7 separate regions of the Mus musculus genome follow, and all the other regions are linked to region 1. The links are chromatin contacts, called in public Hi-C and promoter capture Hi-C maps. All regions are on one chromosome and are shown on one strand. Each heading gives the region's core, a stretch centred on a gene start, on an enhancer-like site or on the middle of the called end of the contact. The rest is flanking DNA. Distances are from core to core; before and after follow the strand shown.

Region 1 (3,402 bases), core at 479-2,978:
GCAAGAGGCCTGGTGTCAGGTCTCTGCAAGCTCCCCCCCCCCCCCAGTACTTCATTTGCATTGTTTCTCTCTGCTTGTGGAGGTGGTCTCTGCTTTATAGATAATCCTATTGGTTCTGTTTAAGGGGGTGCATCCACAGAAGTGCTTAGAGAGGAGTCTGGGGCATGTAACTGTTCTTTTATCCTTACTGTCAGCATTATCCTGCTAACAGGAAAGTGAAGCTAGGGAGGGCGGTGTGGTTGAGTTCCTCTTCCAAATATGGACTTGTCCTGCGTCTTCCGTCAGGAGGAGATGAACGGCTGGCTGGAGGCTGTGGCTAACTCCGTGGCAGAACACGCCGAGATCGCCCGATGGGGTCAGACACTACCTACCACATCATCCACAGATGAGGGCAACCCCAAGCGTGAGGGCGGGGAGCGTAGGGCCAGCGGGCGCCGGAAGTGATTCCAGGTACCCTTTCCCCCACCTTGGAGTCTGACAAGTCTCCTTGCCCCTCCTCTCTGCACTGTGGACACAAAGACAACTTCTCATCCGCAAGGGCCGGAATGACTGCGGATGTGCCACTGTGGGCCTGAAATAGAAGGGACTTCTGCACTCCAAGAGGTGGTGGTAGGGGATTGCTGTCCCTATAGCCATATCTCGGTCCCTTCCCGCTCGCCAACCCCACCCCAGGTGCTGGGGCTCCATTCTTTTTATGCAATAACTGAGCTTGGTGGGGCCGGGCAGGGAGCCAGTTGAGCCAAGCTCCCTGCCCAATCGTCAGATCCTGCCCCAAGAAGCTGGAGTGGCGAGGGATCTAGGAGGTGGTGATTTGTTGGCCTCCTCTCCGCCCTAAGGATGGACAACGGGGGCGCTGGTGAGGTCCCCTGGACCATCCAGGGTGCTAGGGGGTGGGGAGGGGACACACTCCCTCCCTGCCTTTACCTCACTTCCAATGCTGCCTTGATCTGTCTGGGAAGAGGGAGGACAGGGGCCCTTAGCCCCTGTACTCCGCCATCTCAGAGCCATGCGGTTAATTCCTGACTTAGTTTATTTTTGCAAAAACGTAGACCCCCCCTCCTTCCCCCCGCCCCGCATCCGCGAAGGCTTTTAATAGGAGGGGAGTCAAAGTTCAAAACTGTCTTCCTCTCTCCTCCCCGATTCTAGCTGTAAATGCCACTTCCCGAGGGGGAGGGGGTGGGAAAGCCCTCCCCCTGCATGCTTCTGGCTGGAGCACCTCCCTGGGACGGAGGGAATCAGGGTTACAGGCAACCCCCGTGGCTGCTTGGAGACGCTGCCAAGGCAGGGGGTGCGGGGCGGTGTGGCAGGCGCACACTGTATGTACCTATAATAAACCCTTTGGCTTTGACAGTCTTCGCTGGTTTGTTCGTGTATCCGAGACAGGATTGGAGGGTGGGCCGGTGTGGGGACGAGGTCGAGAAGGCAGTCTCCTAGACTCTACAAATACCTAAGCCTTGGTATAGGCTCATTTCAAGATCTGCGCACGTACTCCTCAACGAATCGCCTACATTCGTTATGTATTATACCAAAATAAGGGAACCTAGAAAAGGGGGGGGGGAGTTACTAAATCACTCCAAAGGATCCCCAAGTGCGCCCCGTCGAAACCAGGAAAGACCGGCCCTCTTTAAAGAGTCAGAGACCGTAATTGCGTTGAGCGAGCTCTCTGTCCAATCGCCGGTGGATCCTGGAGTCTCTAGGCCAATGAGCAAGAGGAAGAGGCGGGGTCTATGCACACCCGGAAGTGGGTGCGAGCCGGCCGGCTTGCGGGGGGGTGGGGCTATGGCCGTCGCGACGACTGCAGTGGAGGGGGTCCCGAGTCGGGGAGCACCCGGGGAAGTGATTCATCTGAACGTAGGGGGCAAGCGGTGAGTGTGGGAGATCCTCGAGGCCCCATCCTACGGGACCGAGGCGGGATGCCCGCCTCTTCTGGGGGTGGGGGTGGTAGTCCCTGTCCATCAAGAATTGCTCCGCCTCAAGCTGGAGGCTTGGCGCTTGAATAAAAAAGAAAGAAAGAAAGAAAGAAATGCCAAAGGAGAATGCATGAATCTCAGTGGAGGAGGCAGCGTCCTCACCTCTTCTTCTCTTTCCTCTCCTTACCCCATCGCCCAGGTTCAGTACCTCTCGCCAGACGCTTACCTGGATCCCAGACTCCTTCTTTTCCAGGTGATTAGGAGAGTCTGGGGCGAGGGTAGGAGGGAATGAAAGAAGAGGGTGTGGGGAGACCCATTTCTACAATACTCACCTCTGCAACTCGGCCCATGTCTCCTCCTCGGTTTCCCCTTCCTGTAGTCTTTTGAGCGGACGCATCTCAACCCTGAAAGATGAGACCGGAGCTGTGAGTAGGGCTAGATCAAAAAACGGGACTCCGGGTGGGATGGGGGACAGGAGCTCCTACTTATTCCAGGTCTTTTCCATGACCCCCACCTCCATCCCCACCCCACCATGCAGATCTTCATCGACCGGGACCCCACCGTCTTTGCCCCCATCCTTAATTTCCTGCGGACCAAAGAGTTAGATCCCAGGTTGGTATGGGTAAATGGGTGAATTCTGCCACTGTATAAAATCTCTCCTCGAAAAGTAAATGTGTTCCATTCTATTAGAATTATTGATCATGTTATATTCCTTCCATTAAAATATGCCCACACATTTGCACCATTCTTCATCCTTGTTATCTAGATTTTAAAGAAAGTATGTATTTGTTTGTTGGCTTGAGATAAGGCCTTGCTCTGTAGCCCTGGCTGTCTAGAACTCCATCCAGATCAGGCCAGTCTTTATCTCCCATGTCTTGGATTGGCAGGTGTACCCCACCCTCAACCTCCCTAGAATTTTACGCCGGTTGAAACTAGCCAGGCTTCGGTAGTCTCTGGGCAGTTTCAATACCTTTCTCCTTGCAATGTGCTGTTCATGCCTATGCCCTAGATTTTTACACCCAAATCTCCCCTATTACCCAGGGGTGTCCATGGTTCCAGCCTCCTCCATGAAGCCCAATTCTACGGACTCACTCCACTGGGTAAGTGAGAGTCCCGTGCCGTGCCCCACCCCCACCCCAACCCCGCCCCCAGTCAGCACCCTCAGTTATTTCCTGAGCAGAATGCCTCTCCTCTTTGACTCTCCCAGTCAAAAAGACTGTTGGGTTAGAGCTAAGAGCACCGGATTTGGGTCTGGCTCTGAAGGGGTCGGGGTTGCGGGGGAGGGGATAGTTACGTGGAAAGACAGATGAGGAAGGGGACAAGGGTCTGCTTTAGTTTCCCTCAAGATGAAGTTTTGAGTCCTTCCCTTGCAGTTCGTCGCCTGCAGGTGAGGGAAGAGTTGGATCGATCTTCCTGCGGAAATGTCCTCTTCAATGGTTATCTACCTCCTCCAGGTGAGCACTCCCAATTGATGCTAGGGAGAGGGAGATTG
Region 2 (3,402 bases), core at 578-3,077, 3.0 Mb before region 1:
CCAGGCCCTCACCAAATGCAAGCAATGCATCCACGCGCTCAGCGGCCCCTCGTAGCTCTGCCTGCAGGGCCTGGAACACATGGCTAGACACTCTCACATACGACAGTGATACCAGACCCCACCCCCACCCCAGAACCTGGAGTTATTTTGTCTTTCATGTCCTGTGCAGAAGTCAGAATATGCAATAAACCCACTTTCTATTCAAGAAAGCTTACACCCATACCAAGGACTCTACCCACTCCCCTATAACCTGGCCTCCCACTGCCTACCTGCATCTGGACAATCCTGTTGTGGGCCAGCGTCCAAGACCCAAGGCCTCGTTCCAGGTCCTGCAGCCGGAAGTTCAACCTCAACAGACAAAGATGTAGACTGTCCTGTTCAGCTTCTAGTACTTCCAAACCAGAGTCAGAGTGCTGGAGATTCCAGGGGACCAAAATCAGGGCCAATGGGCCAAGACACTACCCCTACTCCCAAGCAGGCTGCTGCCTTGTGGATGTTTCTCTGAAGCCACACCCATTCGAGAACCAACATTTGGGCTGCTCCCACTTGGCAGCCCTTTACACCAAGGCTGAAGACATCTAATTTAAGATTTCCAGGTTCCCGAGCCTTCTAGAAAGGTCTTTATATGGGTCTAAACTAGGAAGGATAATGGAGCAGAGTACCCCCAAAAGGAATGGGGTTATTAATAAAATTCTCATTTCCTACTTGGTAAAACGTGGAAATATGTCCAGCTTGGAGATGATAAAATGTAACTCCAGTTCTCTGAGGCAAGAGAACTGAAAGTTCAAGGGCAGCCTGAGCTACACAGTGAAAGCATATCTCAAATAAGGAGGTCGGGGGAACCGGGGAGATGGCTCAGTTGATAAAATGTTTGCTGTACAAGCAAGTGCTCAAAGAACCAAGCATGTGGCACCGGCTGGTCAGTGACTGGAGGCAGATTCGTGGCGCTCACTCACCAGCCACCCTAGCCAGGTTCAATGGGAGACTCTGTCACATAGTGGAAAGTGACTGAGAGACACTGGCACCGGCACGCATGATGTGCCTGTATCCCTGCTCACACTTAGGCACACAGAGTAAATACACAAAACGATTAAAAATAAGTGAAATACTGATTGGCAACCAGATGTCCTTACGGTGTCCCTTCCTCCACAGCACCCCCCAGAATCATATCATCTGAGCAAGGGGCAGATTCCGGGGGACAGACAGGAAGTGGGACTGGAACAGAGGGTGTGCTCAGCTCACCTCACAGGGCTTGCCCCCGTCTTGATGCTCATGGGAAGAGGCCAGGGGGAGTCTTGAGGGGCTGGTGGCAGACTCAGTGCTCTTCAGTTCACCCATGCAATGCTCAGGCAGGCCCAAGGAGGCCTGGACCTGCTCTGGCCTAGAGAGGAGAAAGGTTGATGGGCCACCTGTGAGGCACAGTGTCTCCTTTTCCACCTCACCATATGCCCACTTTTCTCCATGTCCTTCTTCAGTCAGTCACACATGGCCCTTCCCACAGACCCCTCCCTCCCTCCCTCCCTCCTTCGGAACCACTATCAAGCCCCAGTCCCCACCTGCTTGTCTCTTCCTCAGGTGCAGGGCAGATGGTCCCTCCGACAACATCCAGCTCTCTAGGAGCTGCCAGGGGACAATTCACAGGCTCTGGCGGGAATTCACGGCCAAGAGGTGGAACCAGGGCCATGGCCGTGCACTTGGGGATCGTCAGGTGAGGATGTCCAGTAACAGCAGCCGCTTTCTTAGACAGTCCAGACCCCCATGCTTTCTCAGCAGGACTCACAGCCTAAGTCCGAGGCTACTGAGGGGCCCAGGGGCCAGCCTAGCTCCACCCCTTCCTGGAAGAACCTGGACTAGAGAAATCTGATGCCTGGCTGAGGTGCGGAGGCATTTAACTCCTTCCTCCCCAGCAGGAGAACCTAAACCTTCCAATACCACCCGCTCGCCATCGTGGGGCTTTGAGAGAAAACGTCACCCATCTCAAGACCTTGGATCCTGTCACCTTCAGGGACACCTGTGTCTCAGGGCCCGTCCCATTCATTTAAAGTCTCAGGTATAAGGATACTGAAAAAAAGTCCCAGCACCTGGCAGCTAAAGCCTGTCACCTCAGGCAAGCTGGTCTCAAGTTCAAGGCCAGCCTAGGCAACTTATGGAAGCCCTATTGCAAAACTAAAAAATAATGCAATTGTTGCCTGGGTTGTAGTTTAGTGGTACAGCATTTGTCTAGCATCCAAGAAGCCCTAGGTTCTATCTCCAGTATTGAAGGGGGAGGGGGGGGCAGAGAGAAAGAAACTGAAGTATCTCTTCCCATCTAGTTAAAAAAAAAAAAATCCAAAACGAGTAAAGGTATTTTCTGTTTATTTGGAATGGTGTCTTCTCCATGGTTTCCATAGTTACTGGGGAAATAAATAACCCTGGACAGCTACCTCTGCCCTAGGGTTCCAAGGTCTTAGAACCTGGTGGTCACTTGCTCAGCAGGAGGCTGGCGCGCAGCACACGGGGCACGCGGCGAATGGTCAGTGAGACACGGGTGCCGCGCACCAGGTGGGCTCCGGGCAGCGCTGACTTGCAAGCGGTGGCATTGGGTGGCAGCGAGGTGGCGTCCAGCTCATCCACACGGGTAGCTGAGATGCCGTGGAGCAGGCGTGTGTAAGCTGTGCCCCGGAGCACCAGCAGGCTCCGTGGTTCCACCAGCAGCGAGGTGATGGGCCGTTGAGGAGGCCTGGGCTGCGGGAATCAGTTGATAATGGTAAATGGATATCCAGAGTTTGGGAGTGTGTGAAAAGTCAGCGGGCATCCGTAGCTGGTCAGGGGACAAGGGTCAGCAGGCCCTCAGGAGTGGTAATCTATAGGTTCTGGGGACAAGACTATTGGCCCGCCGTGTGTGTGTGTGTGTGTGTGTGTGTGTGTGTGTGTGTGTGTCCAGTTCTTTGGGAGGAGACAGGGCCTATGCTGCATTTTAAGACATAAAGGGCTACTACATTGTGGGAGCTTCAGCTGGCATCTGAGGGGCTGGGACAGACATGGGCAGTCCTAGGGATACTTACGCAGAGCTAATCTGGGGGTGCACTGCTGGGGTCAGGCTCTAATACAGAGGTTAAAGGGAATGGCCTATCCCGGGACTCTGGCTGTTAGGGAGGCTTTACTCAGGAATGGTATTACAGCAAGCCTGCCTGGGTAGAAGAGATGGAAAAGACGGAACTTTAGGGAGTGGAGCTAACATCTGGCCAGGGTGTTCGGAGAGTTGGAGGAAGACTCTATGAACACTGGGGTATCAAGAATGCATGACTTAAGAGCTAGCAGTCAGAGATAAGGGTGTCCCCAAAAGAGCCGTGTGAGGTTAAGGGGAATCTAGAGGTGATAGAGCATATGACTAGAGTTTCAGGACGCTGGTATTAAGGTGCC
Region 3 (3,402 bases), core at 231-2,730, 2.9 Mb after region 1:
TCAGACATGGATCCGGTTCAACACTCTCACTGGATAGAACTGGAGCCAGGAAAGAGGGCTGGGCCACCTGGTCCCAATTCTCAACTCCCTATAGGAGACCTCAGCCCTGCCTTTGCTCACCAGCAGCCTCCCCATGATGGATTCCTGGGCAAAGTAACTTGACCCACCGCAGGGGAGTGTCCCATGGTGGATATAAGAAACACAGGGTTCTAAGTGTGAGCATTCAGGTGACATTTCCTGACCTTGTCCCCAGCCTCAGGGTCACCGTGTCTTGGGTGGGGGCTGGGGGGTCCTCCAGATTCCCATAGTGAGTGAGAAAGACATGTGGATGTCCTGGAGGGGGCTCTTCTGTGAAGTGTGGCTTGGATGTGTGAACGGGTGGGAGGGTTTGGGGGAGACATTTGTGGAATCCACGTGTGTGCTCACATGCCAATGTTCCCTATATGCCACTTCACACATCTATACTGTCACTGCCCTGCCTGACACCACTCTTCTCCAGGAGCGAGGAGGGATACAGAGATGGGAAAAGGAGGATGGAGGATGCATGGAGAGAGGAAGCAGATTTGGGGGAGAGGGAGACAGTGGGGTAGAGAGGAGAAAGGAGGCAGCTAGGCAACAGAGGCTGCTAGAGAAATGGGAGAATGATAGGGGACAGAGAAGGGAAGAGATACAGGATGTCAAGGAGACGGGGAGAGAGATGGTGAATGGGGACATAGAGGGACGACAGCAGCACAGGAGGCGGCAGAGTGAATAGAGGATGGGGGGCAGGCAGAGTGACCCAGGAAAAAGGGACAGAGGTGGGGGACAAAGGCGGCGTGGAGAAACGGGAAGGGGGAAACAAGGAGAAAGGAGGACAGAGGGAAGGAAGGACAGGACTTGAAGACTGAGGGACAGAGGACAAGGGCTGGGGGAAAATGAGAGAGAGAGAGAGAGAGAGAGAGAGAGAGAGAGATCTAAAGACTAGGACCGAAGGACAGTGGGACCGGCCTGGAGAAGGAGGGCTTGGGGACATAGGGGGAGGGAGGGTCTCGGGCCCTTTGTCCCCGCGGGATCGGGGCCTGTGCGGGGTGGGGGGGCTGCGGCACGGCGGCCGGGGCCCGCGTCCCCCCTCCCCTGCCCGCGGCTCTGGGCTCCTGGCCCGCGCTGCGCTTTGTCCCGGGGACGAGGGTCTCCCGCAGCCCCCCCCCCCCACGCAGCGCATTGTTCCGGCCTCTGCAGGCCCCCAGGCGACCCAGCTGTCACAGCGACGAGACCCCCTCCCCAACCCGACCGCAATACGCACACCTCCCTCGTCACCCCGATCCAGCCCACCGACCCGGCCCCCACCTCCGTCACCCTACCTGGCCCCGCCGCGGCCGCCCACAGCAGCAGCAGCGGCCACTGGAAGCGCCGGGCCCGGCCCATGGTGCCGCCGCCGCCGCCGCCACCGCCGCCGCCACCGCCGCCGCCGCTCGCTCCCGGCCCGGCACCTGCACCTCCCGCGCCGTCGACCCCGCCCCCGAGTCCAGTCCCGCCCTCTGCTCCGCCCACTGCGCGCCTTGGTGGGCGTGGCGTCAGCTAAGGGGCGGGGACCGGACGGGGACAGAGGGGCCCAGACAATGCGGGGAGAGGGAGGACGGGAGCGCGGAAGGGCGCGCACGGGGGTGGGAGAGCAGGACAGCATGCGGACCCGGGCGCGAGGGCAGGGCGTGAGCGTGACGGCGTCGTGGGAGCCAGTGGGGGAGGACTTGGGAGAGCGGAAGGTCGTGAGGGTCGTGTGAAGGTGCAAAGGTGTGCGTGCGTGTGCGCGCAGGCGTAGCCTGGACTAGCGGAGCTCCCTAGAGGACGCTGCACGGGAGACACGGGGAAGATGCGCAGGAGATGCACCGGAGTGTGCGCGGAAGATGCACGAGAGATGCGTGGGAGAGGCGCGGGAGATGCACGGGGGAATGTATAGAAGACACACGGGAGATGCGGGGAAGATGCACGGGGGTTGTGCAGAAGCTGCTTGGGAAACCCATAGGGGGTGCGTGGGAGATGCTTGGGAGATGCGCGAGAGGGCGATGCTCGGAAGCGCGCGAAGGTGCGGGGTGCTGGCGTGTGCTGTGAGTGTGAGCTTTGGGGGAGAGGAGTGTGATGATGCCACAGTGAATGTGGGCAGGGAAAGACTGAGAGGCTGGGCAGCAGCGGGTGGCTGAGCAGGTATGGACTTCTTTGGGCAGGGCATAGAATAGTGTCCGCTCCCTCCCTCTAGTCCTGACCATGACTCGCCAAGTTTCAGTCTTCTTTCCCTGGGAGGGGCCTCCAGAAAGCTAACCAGACTGGAAGGAAGTCTTAACCCTAGGCCCTGGGGAGAGCGAAGCCCCTGCCTGGGGCAATCTTCCAGGTATGGCATCCAGACGCTGTACTCTTTCCCACACTGTCCAGTCAAGTCTGTCTGTGTGACTCTGCCTTTCAGGTTCTGTTCCTCATCCTGGGGGGCTGACTCATCCCTCCAAACTTTGCTCTCTTTTTTCTTCTTGGGTGTGGGTTCCCCTGAACCCACCCCTGTGGCCACCTGAAGGCCTGGAGCAGGCTTATGACTCATAGGACCAAGAAGAGGAAGAAAGTGAGGTGCTGGTGGCCTCTGCCTCTCACAGGACTCAGGGACAGCAGGTAAACTGGGTCAACATATGCCCATTCTGAAAAGCTCGGCTTTTTATTTTCTCTCCATCACTTCTAAACTGTTGTATATCCAGGTCAACCAAGGGTCATCATCACATGACACACTTCCTGTCCAGTGCCTAGCTCCCAGCATCCTCTCTGTCTTTAGTCCCAAATTCATCAACTCTTATGTCAGGACCAAAACTCCTAGCATCTTGTTTCAAGGACCAAGGCTCCCAGCAGCCTCTCTGTTCTCTACCGTAGCTCCATATCCACCCACAGCTGTGAGCAGCTGCATTTCTTCCCAATTCTCGGCTCACCACGTAGATTAGGGGACGGAGTACAAAGCCGCTCATCTCTGTGATGCGAGCGAGGTGAGAGACTGTTTCGGGAATACTTGTTCAGGGTCTATTAACCGGTTTTTTGTTGCCAGTAACTTGGTGACAGAGATTGGATGAGTTCTGAAGGAAGCTTTACTTTGGCAAGCTCTCGGGAACTGCATCTGCCGAGGGCCTTTTTGTTGAGAGTCCTCAGGGTGTCACGTGGCGGGAGACAGAAAGCACACGTGTGTCTCCTGGTCTCTGCTCACCCAGCTGCCAGTGTTCAATCATGAGGGATCCACCCGGATGACTTCACTGATGCAGCCCCAGAGGCCCCACCTCTGAGCATCTAAGCATCGTAGTTGGATTAAGTGTCCATCCTTTTAGTGGCTTACAAAGGGATTAATGTTCGTGTGTGTGTGTGTGTGTGTGTGTGTGTGTGTGTGTGTGTATCTTTCTG
Region 4 (3,402 bases), core at 333-2,832, 2.8 Mb after region 1:
GTCAAATTTGCTGTTGGAGGAATGCGGCTGGAGCAAGAGGAGGAGGTGGCATCATTGGATAGGGAATTTACTAAAGACACCTAGATACTGGATCAGGCCTTTGAAGGACCGAGAAATAGTGACTGGCAAGGAAGAGCTCTCATGATTAATCATCAGATGTTGGGCCCCTCTAATTCTGTAGTAATACATTATTTTTGGAAAAACTCGCACCATTCAGCAAAGAAAAACTGAGGACAACTGGTTGTTTCTATTTTAAATATTTAATATATGTGTTCCATGCAACAATACCTAGGATTAGCCATTCCATAAACCCACTCCCCCTTCTTTTTTTGAGATCTGATGCCCTCCCCAAAAGGAAAAAAAAAAAAAAAAAAAAAACAGGTCTAGAATAGCGAATCCTCCTGCCCCAGCAGGAATTATAGGCGCGTGACACCACACTGGGCTTTAACTATTATTCTACTTGACCATCACAGCAAGGATTGTTAGGACTTTTCTTGGGGGTTTACTTGGGGACAGCCATCCCTCTCCAAACCCACATTATATAAAGCTTCTTCCAGAACGTTCCGGATATCAAGTGGAAGCATTAGGACAGGTGGAAGCCAGCTGGGCGTGGTGATGCACCTCTGCGAACTCAGCACTTGGTAAATTATAAATTCTAGGTTGTACTCCGCGATATTGTGGGTCCAAAACCCAGCTACATGAAACCGTATGCCTCAGTTCCCTCAAAAGCAGAGTGGCCAGGACCCCACCCACACATACGCCTCACAGTGCGTGAGTGAACACAATAGATACCTTTCCGCACAACGCTAGGTAGGACTGGGACTCGGACAAACCCCGGTACCAAACAATAAAGATCAGCTCCCACAATGCCCCGTGACAGCGTCCCACGATGCCTCGGGCCTTTAACGACCACCAGGCACCCAAACGCTCCTTGCCCCGGGGCTTCTCACAGAAGGCGTGTGCGACGAAAAAAAAAAAAAAAAAAAAAAAAAAAGTCCCCTCCAGGAGCCCAGGCCCTTCCCAGAATGCCCCAGGCCCAGAACGCCTGGCCCACGGGCTCCCACAATGCCTCGAGGCGAAGCTGTGCTGGGTCCCGAGCCGCGTGCTGGGGAAAGCAAGGGACTCCCGGGCCGGTCACTCGGCCAAGCGGCCGCGGGCTCCCGTCATGCAGCGGGGCTGTATCGCCCGCTTCCCAGCATGCCCCGCGGCCCCCCCCAAGCTCGGACACTCACCGACGCCGGCGGCCCCGGATCAGGCTCGGCGGTGGCGGCTGCACGCCCGGGCACTGCGCCTGCGTTTCGGGAGGCTAGGCGAGCGGGCGAGCGAACGGGCGAACGAGCGAGGGGCGAGCGAGGGGCGCGTGCGCGGTCAGATGGACCATTCCCGGAGGTCGATGGGAAGAGGGGCTCAGAGGATGGCGAAGGCTGTAGAGCTCACGCCGGCGGGGGTGGCGGGCTCTGCCGCTCACGGCCCCGCTAGACTTGGTACAGTCTGCGGCCCGAAGGGTGAAGAAGCTTTAAGAATCGCGCGTGCGTGCGTGCGCGGTAGAGCGAACGCGCCTTATAAATAGTGGATGCCTTGGAATGAGGGGGGAGAGTGGGGGCCTAAATACTCGGCCCGGATCCCCCGGGCTGGAGGCTCGCTCATTTGCATAATCCTAGCGCGGGACAAAGGAAGGCCTCCCGCACTGGAGGATGTGATTTGCATATTCCCGGGAGAGGCTGTTCTTCAGAGCGCAGTGATTAGCATATGGATGGGGAGGGGGGGGGCACCTGGAAAAATAAAGCGCATGCGTGTAGGGGACTGCAGACTTAATCGTGGTGGGCTGGCAACCTTGTCCCGAAACTACCGAAGGTCTGGGACCCCGTTCACGTCCCTGTCACCTAGGATAAATTCCTGGACAGCACGTGGTTTCTGCGTTGCGAGAGATCTGAACCCCCAGTCTAAGGAAAACGAACCACATTTGATTAGACAAATACTTAGAACTGTCAAGACCTGGAAGAGAGAGAGGTAGACGGCAGGAGGCCGTGGATGCCAGAAACGCCTGCCCCAGCTCGAGGTTCTGCAAGGGCTTCCAAGGGCTGATTTTTAAGCCAGGTCTGAACTGGAGCCAAGTAGAATGCCAAAAAGCAGAGGGAATAGCTGATGCAAATTTCCAGAGGCAAAGTAGTGCTTGCATTCTTAGAGGGAGTCAAGGCAGCTTTTCCGTGGAGCACAATTAGAAAGTCTGCTATAGGTGTTTGCTTTTTTATTTCTTTTTTTGTTTTTCTTTCTTTTCTTTCTTTTTTTTTTCTTTTTTGAGGCAGAGTCTCATGTAGCTCAGGCTAGCCTCCAACACCTGGGTCGAAGAAAATGACCTTGAACGCTACCTCTTGAATGTTGAGATTACAGGCATATGGCAGCCAGCCCAGCTCCTGTGGGTAATTTTAAAGGGCCATAACTTCATGCTGACTATTTGTAGCCATCCCTACAGCCCTCTCCTTCCCGAATGCTTTTATCACTAGCAATTTAAAACTCTAGAGTCCCATTACACCACAGAAAAGGAATAGTTGTGTTTTGCTTTGTTTCTGAGAGTCTCCTTGTGTATTCTGGAACTCACTCTAGCTCCGGGTGGTTTTCGTCAACTCCCTGCAGTTCTCCTGCCTCAGCTTCCCAAAGGCTGGGGTGGCAGGTATGCACCTCCCACACCTGGTCTCCCAGTCAAACTTGTGTCCCTGACGCCTCTTCTGGACCCACCCACCGTTTTATCTGGTCCATATCCCCAGCACTTCAAACACAGTAATCCCTTTGCTGTCTCAGGCTTTGATCTTGCCTTTCGATTCATCGGGAAAACCCTTTGTCCCTGCTGCTCCGAGCTCACTCTCTCCTGGTATTGATGCCAATCCGAAGGGCCTTCCTTGATGATACAGCTCCTGCAGATTGAGTGATTTAGGGAAATTGACACAGCACTGGTCTCAATAAATGCAGCGCTCTGGGTGGAAATGGGGTGGAGGGTGCCTGGGGCTTTGGAGTTCTTTAAGTCTCCTCACTCTGCATGAAAATTTCCATAACAAAATAAAACAGTACCCACCCAACCCCCCACCGCCGCACGCGTGTGCGTGCGTGAGTGTGTATGTGTGTGTGTGTTTATTTTATTCAGGCAGGGTCTCACTACTTAACCCTGGCCTGGAGTTTACTATGTAGACCAGGCTGGCTGCAGATATCCACTTGCCTCTTGTGCTGGGAATTAAAAGTGTAAGCCACCACCACAGGAGACTGATTGACCCACCTTCCTTTCTTTCTGAAACAGGAGCCTAATGTGTAGCCCAGGCTGTCCTCAAACTCACTCTCCTGCCTCAGCTCCTTGAAGGCTGGAATTTTAAGATTTTAAGCATATAAATATTAAGAGCCCTCTTTACAATT
Region 5 (3,402 bases), core at 534-3,033, 2.8 Mb before region 1:
CAGCACTGAACCCGGGTCCTCTGGAGGAACAGTCAAGACTCTTGACCCCTGAGCCATCCCCAAGCAAAACTCCCATGAACCTTCTTTTGTTTGTTTGAGACAGGGTCTCACCATGTAGCCCAGTCTGTCCTCTGGAACTCACTGTGTAGACCAGGCTGGCCTCAGAGTTCTCCCTGCCTCTGCCCCCTGAGTGCTGGGATCAAAGACAAGTGCCACCACGATAGGCTCCCTTAAGTATTTTTAAATCGTTGTTTTGAGATAAGACCCTGTGGTGTAGCTCGCCTGCCTGAGTCTTCTGAGGCCTGGGCATGTGTCATCATGTTTACTGTTGGTCTGAGGGCATGAAGCTGGCAGCCTCTTCAAGCCTTGGGTGGATGTGAGGACAAAGAGGTCTTCCCAAATGAGAGATGTCTGAGCTCTGGTCCAAAGTGGAGGACACAGACAGTCAAGTCCAAACACAGGAGTATTTGTAGGCAGAGGACAGGGCTTATGCCAGCGAGTTGAGCCTGAGGTCAGACTGCTCAGTGTGGCAGGGAGGGGTGTGGCAGAGAGGGAATCCACATTAGTCATCACCAAATGATTTATCCGCTAAGGCTTAGGCCTGGGTCGCCACCCTCTGTGCTCCCGCCTTTTAGAGTTTCCGGTTTCGACAGGTTAAATCTTGCTTCACACACACACACACACACACACACACACACACACACACACACACACACACAGGTTTGAGCAATGATTACCTGGCCTGGTCCCAGCAAGCCCTTAGGTGGCGTTAGTGCAATTACGGTCTTGTCTGCTGAGATCTTATTTGACTGATTATCATATTAAGTTATCGGAGATTCTTTGAACAGGTAAAGCAGACTGGTTGTTTAACCTCAGTTTACTTATACATAGAATGGGGACAATAACAGACCTATCCCACAGGCCTGCTTCGAGGACACACAACCTAGTGAGTGGAGAGTATTTAGGGACCGGCAGGTATTTGTCGATGTTGTTTAAGGATGAGCAAGAGTAAACGAGCTAAGGGAACCAGGTGAGCTCCCAGCTGAGGGAACAACATGGCGACATAGGGACTAACAGAAGAGCTGCCATTTACTATGTATTTATCACTTAATTCTGATAGGGGCTTACCCTAGTGTCCTCTAGGGTCTCATGTAGCCCAAGCCGGTCACAAACTTGTTATGTACTGAGAATGGCTGCCTGCCCTCACCTCCCAGTGCTGGTTTTACAGGTGTGTGTCATCACGCCTGGCTATGTTCCCGCCTTACACATGAGGAGGTCATTACTCAGAGACACCAGGTCACTGTTTTAGGGATGAGCAATAAAGACTCAAACCGAGGTTTATATAGTTCCTAGGGAGTGGCCAGACAGCCAGACTAGAAGCCCAACAGCGACCTGGGTGAGAGGCACAAACTGATGGTAAACTTAAGATGTAGATTCCTAGCATTCGGGAAACAGAAGCAGGAGGATTGTTTCAAGTTCGAGGTTAGCTAGGGCTTTAGGTCATCATTTAGAGGATGTTTAACAAACCTCTGTCTCAAAGTGCACAATGAATGAATGAATGAATGACAACTGAAGTCCTTTTTTGCAACTATATACTGCAACGGTGACCGGGTACCCTGTATCTAGTTCCTGGAGGCTCCAGTACCTGGGCGTTAGAATAATTTATTCGTACTCAAAGCTATTTAATCTGGACAGCGTTGAATTTCCAGCAGTGTGTGTATGGGGACGGATGAGCTAAGCAGAGACTTGCAACCATAACCCTCCCGCGCAGGCGCAGTCTGCAATGGAGGCTCTAGGACCGCGCAGACGACGGCTGGGTGGCGGCAGGGTCTAACCCGGAGTAGCTGCCTGAGTCACCGGCCCCGCCCTCCCGAACCGGACACAGCGGAGGCCCTGCAGCAGGCGAGCAAGACCGCGGACCGCCGGATCCGTAAGTGAGACGGGACACTCCAGTCCAGCACCCCTGCACCCTGTAGATCCGGAATCCGTAGTCCTCAGATCTGGCGAGACCCTAAAGTCTTGGCCCTTGGGGGGTCCTAGGACCGGTGTTCTCAGATTCGAACCATCGGGCCTGTCAGCCCCTCCAGAACACTCCTTACCATCCCGGATCTGACGACCAAAAAATATAAGCCCAAAGATCAGAGAGATACCCGGAAATTATTTTGGGCGTCTAGAACCACAATCCGAGATCGTGGTTCCCATTTGCGGTGGGAAGAACTCCGTTATCCAGGATCCTCCGGGCGCACAGCCATAATTTTTGGCCGGAGCCCACAGATCCCGTAGTGACAGTGTAGTCCCTCTGTCGAGAGTATCTGAATGTCTTAATCCACATTAGGAACTTCCTGGTCAGCCCTGGGTCATCCCTACCCTGAGCTTAATTTTGGAAGGCCTGGATCTGAGACACGTTCGGTTTTACACACCTTAGGGTTTCTACACGAGAATCCCCTGTTTTCCCGCTGCCTCAAGACAGGGTAAAGCAGGCAGGCGCTGTAGCCGAGGCTGGCCTTGAACTGGTCCTCCAGCCTCAGCCTCCCAATTTCTGGGATTACAGTAGAGCGCTACCACGCACGCCCAGCTGTACCCCTGTCCTCATGCCTATATATATGCAGTCAAGCCTGGGCCAGGGTACTTTCTAGACCCTAGGAGGTTTCACATCTCCTATCACCTGTCCAGACCCCTAGCTAGAGGCTCTGTCCCCATCTCGAGGCCTTAGTTTCCTCCCCAATCTAGTTGCCGGAAATGCTTGCTTTTTTTTTTTTTTTTTTTTTTTTTTTTGCGGGAAGGGCTGGGCTCCTGGCAAGGCCACTACCCGACCCACCCCTTTTACTTTACAGGACTCAGCTGCGATCATGTTCTTGGTGAATTCGTTCTTGAAGGGCGGCGGTGGCGGTGGGGGAGGCGGGGGTCTGGGCGGGGGCCTGGGGAATGTGCTCGGAGGCCTGATCAGCGGAGCTGCTGGCGGCGGCGGCGGTGGCGGTGGAGGCATGGGACTGGGAGGAGGTGGCGGAGGCGGTGGAACTGCCATGCGCATCCTGGGCGGAGTCATTAGCGCCATCAGGTAAGGCGGGGCCTGAAGGGGCGGGGCGGGCCAAATAATAAAGACTCACTTAGAGTCCGACCTGAGAATTCTTAATTAGTCTGGGCTGATCCATACCGGAAAACTGGCCCTAAGGGGATTCTAGCGAGGCTGGTGTCACTTTTTAGTACCAGGATTAGTAAACCTGCTTCTGTGGGTCAACAAATAGGATGCAGTTTCTTGGGGATAGGGGCTCTTCTGTGTTTGGGGAAGGTGCAATTCTATAGGATTGTATCCAGCCTTCACTGGGGGCGCAGCCAGTGGATCTAAGGCTGTCCATGGCTTAAGATTTGAGCGAGGTGGAGCTTGCTGTTTTAGGAGAGATC
Region 6 (3,402 bases), core at 629-3,128, 2.8 Mb after region 1:
GAGTCGCATTTTGAGAACCATAAAATGAGACAGCTGGCAGGTGGGGAGGGGCTGGGTGGATTGGCGGGCAGTAGGCAGGGTAGAACTGAGAGGGAACTGGAAATGGAAGAACAGGGCGAGCAATCGGAAATAATGCTCTGTAAAGGTTTGGTGTTAACGAAAGGAAGGATGGGAGGGGAGTCACTTGAGAACCAAGCCAATGAGGAGGATGGGAGTGCTGGAGAGGGATCTCAAATGTTACGAGAGATGGGAGTCCAGCATCTTGTCTGACACAAGTATTTGCATATATATATATATATCTGGGCTTGTGATGCCAGAGAGCTTGCACGAAACAGGACCTTTGTGGTGGGCTTTCCAGTTGACCCTTGACGGTGCAGGCTTTAAACGACAGAAAAGTGATCCCTGCTTATGGCAGAGTCTCCATGATCTCAAACTCTGTGCTCATGGGTGTGGTGGGTGCTGTCCTACGCAAATAAGTAGGGTATGGACGAATGGGCAGCCAAGAAAAGCTTGCGTCTAACACTCTAGGAACAGGGCTCGAGAACTTTAAAGACCTCCGTAGCTGAGTTGGATCTAAGGCCACCCCATCCAGCCCGAACTGTCCCCTCACCTCTGCAGCGCCTCCGCCTGGGTCCGCAGCACCACCTGCAGGCGCTCTAGCTCCTCGCAGCGGTCACTGCTGCTGCAATCCGCCGGCGGCACAAAGAGAGGCGCAGCTCCTAACCCAGCACTGTTCAACAAGGCTGCAGTCTCATCCCGGGCTTTAGCTGCATTCTGGGAATCTCCAGGGCGCAGATTCCGGACAGCCAGCAGCGGGGTTCCTCTAGCCAGGGCGGCTCGCGCTGCCTCTCCCAGAGCTGGGGTCAAGGGCTCCTCGCTCCCCTCAGATCCTGGTAGCACCAATACCAGCAAGTTGGCCTCCGCCGCCCAGGGCCCGGGAGCTGCGGGTGGGCAACTCAGCTCACCCAGGAAGAGGCCCGGAGCCGCAGCTCTCAGGCTGGGGACTCCAGAGTCCTGCCGTCCATCGGGAATCTCTACCGTGTCCACATTCTTACCGCATAACGCGGCGATCAGGGCGGACTTTCCCGAGCCGGGAGGCCCCAGGAATAAGGCAGTCACGTCACCCTGAGGCAGAGGCATTGCTGGAAAGCAAGAGGCGGGGAAAGAAATTGGTCAGGGAGCACGTAAGACTTTTTGTTTGCTTCTTTTCTAAGACAGCGTCTCGCTGTGTAGCCCTGGCTGGCCTGAACTCATTACGTAGACCAGGCTGGCCTGACATTCAAGAGATCGATCCTCTCCCCTCTGTCTCCCAGAGTGCTGAGATTAAAGGCGTCGCACTCCCCCACACCAATCAACACCCTCTCCTAACTGATTCACTGTAGATCCAGGCTTCAGTCCTCCAGCCTGTCCTCTACTTCCATTCTCCAGTGTCACGCTGCAGGACCTAGAAACTCAACCCCCAGGGCCTATTCCTGGGAGAGCCAGGTATATGCCCATTCTCCACACGAATGCATTTCTCTATTTAAAAAAGAAGAAACAGAAGAAGGAAAACAAAAACCCTCAAAAACCTGACTGCCAAACTCGAGAATGGTCTTTCCCCTCCCCATTCCAAATCACCAACCGATCAGAGAGGTGACACGCCTGGAGAGCACAGAGGCCCAGCCCCTTAAGACGAGCTGACGGAGGCTGAAGGGGCAGGAGTGTCCGGATTTAGAAACATCCGGACTCCTTCAGGTGGCTCTATACTGACGTCATTCCTTCCAAGACCGGTGTGTCTTGGAGTGCCACTGCGGAGAGGAAGAATTTTTGGCAGCTCCTTCTTTCTAGCTAAGGCTGTTTGGGCAAAGGCACAATAAAACCCATGCGCGTGCGCAGAAAGTTTTGGGGCGGTGCCCCACCAAGACCAGCAACCAATACGCCTGCGCAGTACGTGCAGGGTTTGTACGGCAAAGGGGGACAGGAAGCGATGAGCCCACGCAGTAAGCTTAGCGTTGTACGGAGCACACAACCAACGTCATCATCACGCACCCCTGTACAGAAAAGGACCTCTCCACTTGCCCTTGCGAAGACTTGCCTGCCGTGACTATATTAGTGCCGGACTGCAACCTTGAACCTGACTCGGGGACAATGGTGGTGCAACAGATCACTGGAGTCTGGAGACTAGGAAAAACTATCCCGCTCTCGTCCGGTGGCAGAGCTGTGGCGACCAACTGTCAGGCGCAGCTAAGGGACAGTCTTCGGGGAGGAAAGCAAGAGGCGTCCGTGACCATCAAGAACTAAGAGCAGAAGGCAGTGCATGGGAGCAGCGTGATCCAGAAATGAACTAGTGAACGCGGGCGGCGGTGACTACGGTGAAACAGTAATCAATGTCAGAGAAGGATGTCTCCTGGGAGAAGGCGGGCTCAAGTGTGAGCACCACTGCTTGTGCGGGGGTTATGGTTGACACGTGAGAAACTAGGATGGGGCTGGTAAGAAAGACCAAGAGTTCCACCTTCGAGGGAATTCGGTTTCGTGAAGATGAGGACACAGGGGCTTGAAGACCGAGGTGTCACAAACCCGAGGAGTCTCCCATGTGAGACTGCTGAAGCTTTTCTAGTGAGAGTGTCATTAGAGTTCAGTGAGTGTCAAAAAATAGAGCGAGGCCCACTAAGGTTGGTGGCAGCCACGCCCCCCCCCTCTCTCTTTCATATCAGAACATCGCCCTGAAGACACTGTAGAGGGCAAGCGTCTCCCAAGGAATGGAGTCCAGACAGCCCAGGAGACGACCTCTTTGAGTACTGCCAGAAAGAGGGGTTGGGTGCAGGAGTGACAGACACTAAAGGGACCTCCATATCTCGACGCCCCGCCCTGCTACAGGTGGCCGCAGTGACTACCTGCCAGGAATGACCTCCTCTCATGATCAAAATTATTTCCCTTGATTTGGGCACACAAACAGAAGCAGGACGACATTTAGAGGAATAAAGGGCTGCCAGGCGAAGATTGGGTTGTGGGGTGTGACTGGCAATATCATTACCTGGAATGAGTCCCCAGGGTTCTTGTCCCACTTTCCCCCTAGACTTTCAATATGACTATGCTTCAGTTTCCCGTAGCAAACGTGTGCAACACGGGCTATGGTGGTAGCACACCTTTAATCCCCGAATTTAGGAGGTAGAGGCAGGCCGTTCACTGAGTTTGAAGCCAGCCTGCTCTATAGAGAAAGTTCCAGGACATCCAGGGCTACACAGACAAATCTTGTCTTAATAAACAAACCAAAACGGGCATCACAGCTCACTTCCATGGGGTAGTTATGGAATTAGCTGTCGAAAGGGGAAAACTTGACTTGAATGAAATTTAATTTAAATGATAACATCTACTTTATAACAGCTGTGACCCTGACTGAGTGTTCTCTGCACTGGGTGCATT
Region 7 (3,402 bases), core at 411-2,910, 2.8 Mb before region 1:
CATTTGGCTGCTGCAAGATATGTCACATGAAAACATCCACACACCAACTCTTCACTTTCTAAGAAACAAATTTTTAATAATTTATTTTATTTTTATTGTATGTACATTGGTGTTTTGCCTGCATGTATGCTTGTATGAGGGAGTCGGATCCCCTGGAACAAGAGTTACAGACAGCTGTGAGCTGCCACATGGGTGCTGAAACCTGGTCCTCTGGAAGTCCAGCCAGTCCTCTTAACCACTGAGTCATCTCTCCAGCCCTAGAAATAATTTTTTTAACTTTGTGTGTGTGCACATATTCAGGTATGTGTGTGCAATGCCATTTTTGTGGAGGGCAGAGTAGAGTCTTGGGTGTTGGTTCTAGCCTTCTACCTTGTAGTCTGATCACTGCTACACACTCCCAGCTAGTTCATCTGAGAGGTTTTGGAAATGCTTGTCTCTGAATTCTGTAGGAGCTTGGATTACAGGATAATTACAAACACAGTATGACAACTGACTTGTGCCACAAGAACTTTACCCACCTAGGCATCCCAGTCAGTTTGCTTGCCACTGTGGTACAATCACTTCCCTAACATCCCTAAAGGTCCTCCTTACATAGTCACAATCACACATGGTGGCACGCAGAAGGCACAGTACTCTGCATCATCCAGCCATAACTGAACATTCACTCAGGGGCCAGTCACTCTTTAGCAAAGATAGTCCACACCCGCATACACACAGTATTACACACTGTCACAAAGTCCTCCTCCTTCTTTCTCCCTTCTCTCCAAGAACACAAGGATACTCACGCACTGCCGACGCAGAGCCACGGACACAGAACACTGCACACAGTACTACACAAGGTCACTTAACCCAGAGATACACAGTCACAGCTACAACTATATCCACACAACCCCAGGAATAAAGGTTATCGAGCACACAACACACTACAGGACCACGGGATACCACTTCCACAACCACAAGATCCCGGAACACATAACATCACATATGTTTGCACAGCAACAATCAGATATACACCTTGGAGACAGGTGATTACAACAGCACACTACTTGTAAGCACTGACAACCGGTCACCACCACAATCAAAACCACAATTAGAATCCCGCAGCCCAGTCCTGCTTCAGCGTGCACAACCCCGTTCAGGACACGCCTGTTCCCCACCCCCGTTCAGTACTCCCCAGACCATTTACCTTGGGTCTCAGTAGAAGGCGCGCGCATCCTGCTTCAGCCAAAGGTAAAGGTTTCATCAAAGTTGAGCTACAATGTCAGCTCGCTATGGACTCTGGGAAACGTAGTCCATAGCCACATCAGCCCCGGACAAAGATGGTGTCCTTTCACCTTGGGGTCTGGGCTCAGTGTATTATTGAGACGCCGCCCGTGAAGTACCAAAGAGGAAGTCCCCACTCCAAACATCTTACCAGGCGTGAGCTTATTTGGGTCCAAGTGACAACAATCTACTCTAAGAAACCCCAAATCACAAGAGGCGGCCAGGTTTGTGCGTGGGAGACGGATAAGCAACCCGCAGTGCCTTGTGGGAAGTGTAGTCCAAAGTCGTAAAAGCAGTATTGCTGATAATAGACAACAGCCTGGCTAGGCTTCAGTGAACAAGCCCTGAGATGTCGCGGAGACTTCTGGGAGTGCTCACTCACTCCCTGAGTGCGCAGACGCAGGGGCAGCGAGTGGACATTTTGGTCTTTGTCCGCGGGTCAGCACGGCCGTCGTGTCCACGTGGCGCCAAAGTAGGAGGTGGGATCTGGGCGTCCTGGGTCGGTGGGTTCGGGAGGTTGGAGGGCAGTGTTTCCGATCTTTGGAGGTGTAGCGCGGGGTTCAGGGAGTGGGCTGAAGAGCATTGGATCTTGGTGAAGGCGGAGGTGGGGGCCTCTGAGGAAAGCTTGAGCGTTTGAGACCGAATTTGACTGCAAAGTTTGACCCACTATTTGGAATGATTGAGTGGGTGTGGAGCTGGGTGTAGGATTGTGGGTGGCTATGCTTCACGAGGCAATGAGGAGACCCATGTTGAAGTATCACGTCTGCGCGGTAGTTCCCGAGTCGAAAGTGCTGATAATTATAACGGGGCCATCTTCCCGAAGAGCATCCGTTTTATTTGATTACTTGAAAGGTGGGATGAAGCTAAGGGTTAAATACTTTTAAAACTGTATTTATTGATGGTGAGTTTTATACGCAAATGCATTTCGTGATATGTGCAGAAAGCCTTAGTAAACATGTTTAGATTTTAAAAGACGATCTGTGTACTAAAACGCGGTTGTTTATGAATGGAGGTAGAATACAGATTACTCTGTCATGCTTAATTAAGGAAACATTTGGTTTGGAATTGTTTGTCCCGGGGGTGCCAGCCATAGACTTCATTTCTGATTTTTGAGGTACTTTAATAGAGCTGTTAGGCAAATTCGAGTTTCGGTTTGAAGAGCGTCATTTCACTAAAAACCCAGGATTAAGGGGTCTAATTTAGATTTAGGTTAGGCACAGTTCCTCATTTAAAGCATATATATATATATATATATATATATACATTTATTTGTGTGGGCATGCTTGCCACAGTCGGTTCTGTCCTCCATCATGTGGGTTTAGGGTCGGAATCCAGGTTGTCAGCCTTGGAAGCAAAGCGCCTTTGCACACCCCCCCCCCCAAGCTCTCTCACTGGTCCATGTTTTTAGTTTTTTGAAAAAAACTTAGTGATTACTGTGCTATATCGTAGATGTCATAACTCCTTCACGAGTACAGTTCTGTGAATTGTGTAGCACATGTGAAAAACTACTTCTCCCTGCTGTGGCAGTCATTAAAGACATCCGCAGCTTTGGCTTTTCTCCTAATGGTAAAAGTTAAGCAGTACCTGATTAAGATTTGCAAGTGGGTAGCTTTCAAATTTATGAATAGCTGCCACTAGTTGATACATTGTAAAAACAAAAAACAAAAAAACGAAACAAAAGTAGTTTTTTAAATATCACTGAAGCTGGACACATACACACCTTTAATTCCCAACACTTGGGAGGCAGAGGCAGTTGGATCTCAGAGTTTCAGGACCCCTTAACTACACAGAGAAACCCTGTCTTGAAGAACAAAAACAAAATGACAAGAAATCCCCCAAAGAAAAGCAGCTAGAATGTGAGGGTTTGCTTGTTGCAATTTTTTGGAGGTAATGTGTATTGACTCTTGACTGGGCTATATCCCTAGCCCACAGTTCTGGAAATTGATGCTACAAATGTATCTACTATGTTTGAGTGAAACAATACAGACACAAGTTTGCTCGTGACAGCAAAGTTTAGCCTAGAAAAGTATTAGAAACATTTCATGCTCATCCATTAAAGGATGGTTCGGTTGACCTATGATAATAAGCTTATCCAGTGGTCGTGCAGAAGAATGAGGAGGGAGCTTTATATAGACACTG

What was found. Promoter capture Hi-C pulls out the DNA fragments that hold promoters and counts their contacts. Hi-C and Micro-C count contacts between places; a contact is called where the count stands out from the background. Capture Hi-C pulls out chosen DNA fragments and counts their contacts.
Region 2: a contact with region 1 is called in a promoter capture Hi-C map of adipose tissue, with 2.3 times the contacts expected there. The contact joins the promoter of Syne4 here to the promoter of Shkbp1 in region 1. A contact is called at or near these places in 5 of 39 promoter capture datasets (cranial neural crest, hippocampal neurons, liver and 1 more) and 1 of 9 other capture datasets (adipose tissue).
Region 3: a promoter capture Hi-C map of pre-B cells shows a contact between it and region 1. The contact joins the promoter of Cadm4 here to the promoter of Shkbp1 in region 1. A contact is called at or near these places in 6 of 39 promoter capture datasets (cranial neural crest, hematopoietic stem and progenitor cells, hippocampal neurons and 3 more) and 1 of 9 other capture datasets (liver).
Region 4: a contact with region 1 is called in a promoter capture Hi-C map of second pharyngeal arch cranial neural crest. The contact joins the promoter of Zfp428 here to the promoter of Shkbp1 in region 1. A contact is called at or near these places in 2 of 39 promoter capture datasets (cranial neural crest and second pharyngeal arch cranial neural crest).
Region 5: a contact with region 1 is called in a promoter capture Hi-C map of liver, with 2.5 times the contacts expected there. The contact joins the promoter of Capns1 here to the promoter of Shkbp1 in region 1. A contact is called at or near these places in 5 of 39 promoter capture datasets (cranial neural crest, hippocampal neurons, liver and 1 more), 1 of 115 datasets of contacts at active chromatin or transcription factors (large pre-B cells) and 2 of 9 other capture datasets (adipose tissue and liver).
Region 6: a contact with region 1 is called in a Hi-C map of B cells, with 7 read pairs. The contact joins the promoter of Irgq here to the promoter of Shkbp1 in region 1. A contact is called at or near these places in 2 of 39 promoter capture datasets (cranial neural crest and pre-B cells), 1 of 484 Hi-C or Micro-C datasets (B cells), 1 of 115 datasets of contacts at active chromatin or transcription factors (embryonic stem cells) and 1 of 9 other capture datasets (liver).
Region 7: a promoter capture Hi-C map of liver shows a contact between it and region 1, with 4 times the contacts expected there. The contact joins the promoter of Zfp146 here to the promoter of Shkbp1 in region 1. A contact is called at or near these places in 6 of 39 promoter capture datasets (the C10 cell line, cranial neural crest, hippocampal neurons and 2 more).

Annotation. Positions count from the first base shown.
Region 1 is chr7:27,354,334-27,357,735 of GRCm38.p6, reverse strand. It overlaps Shkbp1 (Sh3kbp1 binding protein 1), which reads left to right and starts at 1,728. Exons shown (of 18, transcript NM_138676.2): 1 at 1,728-1,865; 2 at 2,110-2,163; 3 at 2,290-2,335; 4 at 2,449-2,522; 5 at 2,952-3,010; 6 at 3,284-3,364. The coding sequence starts at 1,780. Sptbn4 (spectrin beta, non-erythrocytic 4) reads left to right here. Exons shown (of 36, transcript NM_032610.2): 36 at 286-1,353. The coding sequence ends at 444.
Region 2 is chr7:30,313,241-30,316,642 of GRCm38.p6, reverse strand. Syne4 (spectrin repeat containing, nuclear envelope family member 4) reads right to left here and starts at 1,827. Exons shown (of 8, transcript NM_153577.2): 1 at 1,557-1,827; 2 at 1,243-1,381; 3 at 270-413; 4 at 1-70. The coding sequence starts at 1,684. Alkbh6 (alkB homolog 6) reads right to left here. Exons shown (of 7, transcript NM_198027.3): 7 at 2,340-2,724. The coding sequence ends at 2,461.
Region 3 is chr7:24,480,101-24,483,502 of GRCm38.p6, reverse strand. Cadm4 (cell adhesion molecule 4) reads right to left here and starts at 1,480. Exons shown (of 9, transcript NM_153112.3): 1 at 1,341-1,480. The coding sequence starts at 1,404.
Region 4 is chr7:24,505,267-24,508,668 of GRCm38.p6, reverse strand. Zfp428 (zinc finger protein 428) reads right to left here and starts at 1,582. Exons shown (of 3, transcript NM_146183.2): 1 at 1,233-1,582.
Region 5 is chr7:30,193,534-30,196,935 of GRCm38.p6, reverse strand. Capns1 (calpain, small subunit 1) reads left to right here and starts at 1,783. Exons shown (of 11, transcript NM_009795.4): 1 at 1,783-1,930; 2 at 2,835-3,058. The coding sequence starts at 2,850.
Region 6 is chr7:24,529,124-24,532,525 of GRCm38.p6, reverse strand. It overlaps Irgq (immunity-related GTPase family, Q), which reads right to left and starts at 1,878. Exons shown (of 3, transcript NM_153134.3): 1 at 1,622-1,878; 2 at 611-1,142. The coding sequence starts at 1,140.
Region 7 is chr7:30,167,999-30,171,400 of GRCm38.p6, reverse strand. Zfp146 (zinc finger protein 146) reads left to right here and starts at 1,660. Exons shown (of 2, transcript NM_011980.4): 1 at 1,660-1,742. Gm5113 (predicted gene 5113) reads right to left here and starts at 1,526. Exons shown (of 3, transcript NR_157376.1): 1 at 1,187-1,526.